2 separate regions of the Hordeum vulgare genome follow, and region 2 is linked to region 1. The links are chromatin contacts, called in public Hi-C maps. All regions are on one chromosome and are shown on one strand. Each heading gives the region's core, a stretch centred on a gene start, on an enhancer-like site or on the middle of the called end of the contact. The rest is flanking DNA. Distances are from core to core; before and after follow the strand shown.

Region 1 (3,617 bases), core at 102-2,601:
AAAACCGATGACCACTTACTAAATGTGGAATATAACCAATGGTTACTCTGAAATGGATTTGCTTCCCTTTCTTCGTCCAAAACCATGGCAGCGAAAAATGAGGGGAGGAAGGCTAAGATAACCAGATTCAGAGCATTGCTGATTTTTTTTCTTGGAAAGCTTCCATCGAATCCCTCCCGAACAATTGCTATCCACCATGAAGAACGACTGAACGAGGAGACAACCATCACTGGATGCCGCTCACAAGCATCGAAAAGTAGCTTCAATTCTTTGCGATACCAAACACCCAGAGGCAAGCTTTACTATACACCTAGCCCTATATCTAATCCTAGCTCTACTATGAACACGAGACTCTCACGCTCCACTCACTTCTACACACTGAGGAGCGTCGCTTTCAAGGAAGAAGAGGGAACCGGCTTGGCCGACTCTCAACGAATATATATATATACCTAAATTATGTGGTAAACTTATCGAAGCTTTCTTTCTCTACGTGAAGCACTTCCATTCGAACTGATCCGTAAAAATGATTAGTGGGCATGTTGTTCTCAAATTGCATACACTTACTGCTGCTTCACAAACATCACTAAAAGCACTAAAGTAGGAACAAAAAATAATTACAAACCATCAATCCAGCGAAAGTCTATTCTTTTTCTACAATTTCTTAACGCAACGATAATTTCATCCCTCATGGCATGCTTCTCATTATGAAAAGTGCGACGGCAATGGAGTGAGTGGATGGAAAGCCAAGGTTCATCATATGAAGGGGGACCAAGAAGGAGAGCAAAAGAAAGGATCATATTTTTGAAAAAAGAGAAGAATTTCATATCAATTGAAGAAATACAAAAGATCGAACCAAAGCCCTAAAGCAAGACGGGGCAAATTATTCATCAAGAATCAAGCAATTCCCCTAAACAAGAAGAAGCAAATTAAAGTCATCTCTCTCTCTCTCTCTCTCTCTCTCTCTCTAAACAAGGGACTAAAACCGAATCCACTCTGAATCGATCGAGCGGAATCGAAATTTTCCTTAAAAAACGGGTTAGTCTCACGACAACAATACTTTGTCGCCGTCATCAACTCACAAAGGAAACACCTAAACAACTCTCTTCCTCGGCGGCTTCCCACCAACCAAACGCCGATAGACCATGTCCTCACCCGCTCGCCGCCAATCCAGATAAAACTCCCTCACGCACAAACACCTCCCGCCCGACGCCGGCGCACGCGCTGGGTCCACGCGCCCACGCGGCCCGCCCGCCCGCCGACCGGGGTCCAGCTGGGTCGCCCTCCGCATGGCCTCGGTCGGTCGCCCTCCCCACGCCGATGAGAAAAGCCGCCCCGGGGCCCACCCTGTTCTCCGCTCTCCCTCACTCTTCCACACTCTTCCCACTCTCACCCGCCCCCCACCCTCGCTTATCCCTCTCAGCTCTCGCCTAGGGTTCTTGCCGAGGAGAAAACCCGAGAGATCGATCCATGAGGGCGGGGACCGCCGGCGGGGAGCTGCTCCGGCGTGCAGATCCGGTGGTCGGCCACCTCAGGATCTGCTGAAATCCTTCAGCATTGCTCCCTTGCTCCTGTTCTCCGACTCCCGGCCAACCTCTGCGGATTGCGAGTATCTCCCCCTCCGATTCCGTCCTTTTCGGGATCCTCCTCGTGAATCAGGTCGCATGCTGGAATCTGGTACGTGAGGGAATGCGCAGTCACATGTTCTTCCCTGGTGCTTTTCCCTTTATTTTTTTTTCCTTGCTTGCCACGAGGGAAGATCTGTAGGAGTAAACGATGCTAGTTCACGGTAAAGAGAATTTGTGGTGGGTGCAGGATCTGGGCGCGGAGCTGCTAGGGTTTTACAAGTTTCGACTACATGGTTTCGGTTCTTATATTAGATTCATATTTTTCTTTTTTCTTTTTTATCCGCACAGACATTCCTACTGCCATCCGTTTTGAGGTATGTGAGGTTATTTTTTTGTCCGGCGATTAGTTAAATCCCACGCACCGGGCGCACCATCTAGATCTTCTAGTATTTTCCTAGTTCAGATGCACTGTTTTAGTTCTTCCTGGACTGGTAGTTAAAGCTGTGGGTTCTCTTCATGTTCCAAAATTAACACCGGCTAGCTGTTCTTCATGACCCAAGAACTTACATGCTGTTCCAGCGTTTTCTGAAGTCTGAGTTACCGCAGTGGGTACTGCTTGATAAGTACTGTACAGTGTAATGGATTTATGTTGTAGTGGCCTCAGTTCAGTCGTTATGCTTGTTGCAGATGTTTTTTCATTTATGTTCTAGTGTCCTCAGTTCAGTCCCTATACTTGTCGCGCATGTTTTTTCAAGATTGGTGATGTAGATGTTTTTCCCCACATGGCAGGTGGAGAATTTTCTCACGAAATGTTCGGTTGAAAGCGACCTTGCCTGAATTGTTGATTGCAAAGGTGCCAACCTCCTCTTCTTTCTGTACACCAACCTTCATTTTGTTGCCTACAACAACCATTTAAAGGCCATGCTTATTTTCTATCTTGCAGCCATTCTGGGGAATCAGTCATTGTTGGCTGTATCTTTCTTCCTTTCCGACCCTGAGTAGGAATTGTTTGGTTCAAGACTGTCATTCAAGATGATGCAGAGGCCATTCCGCCCGGAGGAGTACTCCTTGAAGGAGACTACTCCTCACCTTGGTGGGGCAGCTGCAGGTGACAAGCTCACCACCACCTATGACCTGGTTGAGCAGATGCAGTACCTTTATGTTCGAGTGGTAAAAGCGAAGGAACTTCCAAGTAAGGACCTCACTGGAAGTTGTGACCCGTATGTTGAGGTGAAGCTCGGGAATTATAAGGGCACAACTCGGCATTTTGAAAAGAAGACCAATCCTGAGTGGAACCAGGTGTTTGCCTTCTCAAAGGAGCGCATTCAGGCATCAGTAGTGGAGATTATCGTCAAAGATAAAGACTTTGTTAAAGATGACTACATTGGACGGGTTATGTTTGACCTGAATGAGGTCCCAAAGAGAGTGCCACCTGACAGCCCGTTGGCTCCACAATGGTATCGCTTGGAAGAACGGAATGGGCACAAGGTCAAAGGAGAGTTGATGTTAGCTGTTTGGATGGGTACTCAAGCAGATGAAGCATTTCCTGAAGCTTGGCACTCTGATGCGGCATCAATCCCTGGCGATGGCCTTGCAAGTATTAGATCAAAAGTTTATCTTACTCCCAAGCTTTGGTATCTGCGTGTCAATGTCATTGAAGCACAAGATCTTATACCAAATGACAAGACCAGATTCCCTGAGGTTTACGTCAAAGCAATGTTAGGAAACCAGGCTCTTAGAACCCGAGTATCACCAGGCAGGACTCTGAATCCAATGTGGAATGAGGACTTGATGTTTGTTGCAGCTGAGCCGTTCGAGGAGCACCTGATTTTGAGTGTAGAAGACAGGATTGCTCCAGGCAAGGATGATGTAATTGGGAGAACTGTCATTTCACTGCAGCATGTAGCTCGGAGGCTGGACCACAAGTTGCTGAACAGCCAGTGGTATAATCTTGAGAAGCATGTGATGGTGGATGGCGAACAGAGGAAGGAGACCAAGTTCTCAAGCAGGATTCACTTGAGAATTTGTCTTGAAGGTGGATATCATGTCTTG
Region 2 (3,595 bases), core at 775-3,274, 330 kb after region 1:
CTACTTCCATAACGTACATGCTGATCGCCCATGTATATGCTTACAGGAGTAGCATCCACAGGTTGGGCATTATCAAAGCTATTAACCCCAGCCCCAGGAAGATAAACATGCCCTTGAGCATTTCCTCTGTGTTGTAAAGCTTCACTTGTAACAGCCATCTGATTGAAGCTTGTAATCTGGTTAGCCATGCCAGGAATTTCTACTTGGTCCAGTCGGTTCATATCGGGAATCAGATTTTCTGGTGCATCATCAGTCCTTTGTACCTCTTGCTCAACAGCAACAGAACTGTGACGTGCTCTTTTTCTCTTTGGTGGTTGTTTTTTTGTTCCTTCCTTAAGAAGAACAGCCTGATAAACATGTTTAGTGTTCGCCCTTTCTCTGCCACTTCTGGAGACATGCTCCTCGCTGGATTGTGCAGCTGGAGAAAGACCTTGCTCATCATCTTTAGATGATGTTGAAAGAGGAGCCTCCTCAAAACCATCGACATCATACTCGTTACTGCTGCTGTGTGCGATCATAGCTCTATTTCTGTCCTCTGGAGCACTGTGGTGAGTAATCTCTGAGACACCATTGTCAATGCCGAGCACAAGCCTTTCTTCTCTCTGTAGGACTCCCAACCAAATCAGGCTCTCCTTTGCAGTCATTTTATCCTGCAAGATTTTGGATTTGCGAACATGGTTTCTGATCTTATCAAAGTTGGGGGACATGTGCTTAATAACACATGTAAGCACACCGACCTTCCAAACCTTCTTAAGATCATGAGGTTTTTTGTAAGGAGCAAACTGTCCCCTTGGAAGGCCCAAGGCAGCCCACCACTCTTCATTCCCTGCAGGCCACCATGGGGGCGGAGTGCCCTTCTCCAGGGGGTACTTGCGCTGCGGTGGATTACAGTGCTGCATCAATGACGAAAGCAGTGAGCCCAAAGTGGCGTCCTGGAGATCCATCAAGCTGTGCTCGTTCTTGACGGCGCTACTCTGAGCATTAGCATCCACCAGGTGCTCGGCCTCGTACTTGGCAATCGCCGCCGGACCATTCTTATCAAACTTGACCTTCTCCTTCCACCAGGCTCTAATGTTATCCGAGGCGCCGCTCACAGGCTTCCCTTTCTCCGGGATGATCCCGTACACAAAGCCACGGGCATTGCACACCTCCATGAGCTTGAGCATGTACTTGAGGATCCCGTCCTGCGCCCTGGCCATCTTCTTGCGCATGGCCTGGTCAGATATCTGCTTGGGCTTGGACTTCTCCAGCTCGGCCTGCTGCAGGGCGAGCCTCTGCTCCCTCTCCTTGATCCTCCTGAGCCTGACCCTGTCCTTCCACATCCGCCGGGCCAGCTCCTCCGGCTCAATCTCCTCGTCGCTGACATCGTTCTCGTTGATGCCGTCGACCTCGAAGTCGGACGAATCCCCGAACTCCGTCGCGAGCAAAGCAAGCTGATCCATGAGAGCTGCTGATGATATGGCGTCGGCAGTCCCGATCACACCCAATCCACCCAACCCCTCCTGGTCCCACCGAGGGATGGAATCATCATGGAAACAGCCTTCCCGCCGCCATTTTTTTGGTAGACAAGCCGCGCCGCGCCTGAGGCTTCAGCTAAGGATCAGCACCGCGAGCCGAAGAAGATAAAATCTAACCGGGCCATGGGAAAGACGGATTAGCAAGCAAATCGGCAGGAGCGGAACGAACGAACAACCCACTGGACCAATCTAGGGTTTCCTTACCGGAGAGAGGAGGAAGAGGAGGAGGGAGGAACCAACCCACGCCCCGCCGCAGCACCGGCAGTCCTCGCTTGGCCGCGGGCCGCCGCCGTCGGCAACGGCGAATTGCGGCGAGGATTGGCTGGCTGGTTGGATGGAGCGGCGGATTAGATGGGGGAGGGGGCGGACTCGGAGAAGAATGGGCGAGAGGAGGGAGATGATTGGAGACGGGGGAAGGGGAAATTCGCAGGTTCTGCCCGAGATTCCGTTTCCTCGTGTGGAAATTATTTATTGGCGAATGGAAATGGGGGGAAATGGAAAGGAAGGAAACTCGAGGGAAGGGGAGGGAGGGACAGGGCAAACGAACACGGGACCTCCTCGGCGCGTGTATTTCCTCGGATCCTCTGCTTCCGCTCGCTGTGCGGACTTCCTTGTGGCCACTCCAATGTGCCGCCCACACCCCCCAAAGGCATTGTTCAACGCTCCAAAACTATTTTCGGTATTTAGCACTGTACACCAAGATGTTAAGGCTTGTTTTCTTCACTTAACATGTAAGACTTGGTTGTACGTATGAAGTACACTCTCTGTTCACTAGTGTATAAGATATTCTGACTTTTTTCTGAGCCGGATGTACGTACACACGTTTTAGTGTGTTTGTTCATTTACTTTAGGTCCTATGTAGTCCATGTAAAAATATTCAAAAAAATCTTATAGTAATGAGCGGATGGAATGTTATTGTTTTGTTGATGGGGTTTGAGCTAAAATTCTGATGGGATCCACGGTAAGCTTAAGTTCCTTAAACATCAATATTTCCCTTTGTTATGAAAATCACATACAAAGCTACGCTCCTGGTTTATGGTCAATCAAGAAATCAGATAATTTTGCAACTAAATTACACACCAAACTCATAAACCTGCGACCTATCCAAGCACTTCCACCTTTGTGAGAGAAATTGAGCTTTAAAAAGAGAAAACACAAACCTTTGCGAGTGAAAATAGCCAGTAGCGTTCAAAGATCTCATGGTGCTAGTATAGTGTACGGACGAACAGAAGTGAGCCCGGTGAATAGATATTGTGTGTGAAGTACTTATGGTTGAATTAATGCATGACCATGGATAATCTTTTTAGCATGTAATTTTGTGAAACCATATCCATGATATCAAATAAGTCACGCATGAGCATATTTTGTTTTATCATAAATTTAGTGAGGCTTCAAAAATTATTGTGAGGTCGGTCAGTTCTATGAGCCAAATTCATCATCCAAGCTTAACTTCATGAAAGGTCTATTTTTTCTTAGCAATATTTGGTAAAAGAGTTTGAAGGGAACCATCTATCCTCCACAATCAAGACACAAAAATGAATATCATTTTTGACCAGCTAGGTAAGAGCATCTTTAGTTGGACTAGACAAACATAACCCCACCCCACCCCACCCTACATGAACGCAAGCGTGCTCGCGTAAACAAGAGTCGGCCATCCCCTATAGGTCCACCCCTACAACCGCATCCACATTTTCATAACCTCAAACACATACATGTCGATCATTGGACGGTATGAATACACATAACAACATGTAACACGCAAAAAAATATTCAAAGAGAAAAATACATACTTCAAACTTAAAAGTAATTCAGAATGCATAATTCGAACATAAAATTCAATGATTTTCGATGTTTTTTTTCTTTTTTTTAGAGAAGGAGGTTAAACCTTCGGCCTCTGCACCAATCGATGCATGCAGCCATCTTATTAATTATTCGACAAAGGTCTAACAAGAATATACATCAATCCATCCAAAGCCACCACTCACACCTACAAACTCGATAAGGTGGAGTGCTCTCACTCCGCATATCTAAGACCGGTGTAGTTTCCAATTCATCCACATAACGTATCGGGAACAACA

Evidence for each region. A called contact is a pair of places that touch in the nucleus more often than the background predicts.
Region 2: a contact with region 1 is called in a Hi-C map of seedling, with 3 times the contacts expected there. The contact joins the promoter of LOC123399396 here to the promoter of LOC123399388 in region 1. A contact is called at or near these places in 3 of 6 Hi-C or Micro-C datasets (leaf and seedling).

Annotation. Positions count from the first base shown.
Region 1 is chr5H:477,813,868-477,817,484 of MorexV3_pseudomolecules_assembly, forward strand. It overlaps LOC123399388 (FT-interacting protein 7), which reads left to right and starts at 1,352. Exons shown (of 3, transcript XM_045093803.1): 1 at 1,352-1,674; 2 at 2,355-2,418; 3 at 2,509-3,617. The coding sequence starts at 2,598.
Region 2 is chr5H:478,140,731-478,144,325 of MorexV3_pseudomolecules_assembly, forward strand. It overlaps LOC123399396 (ETHYLENE INSENSITIVE 3-like 3 protein), which reads right to left and starts at 2,025. Exons shown (of 3, transcript XM_045093812.1): 1 at 1,722-2,025; 2 at 1-1,629. The coding sequence starts at 1,442.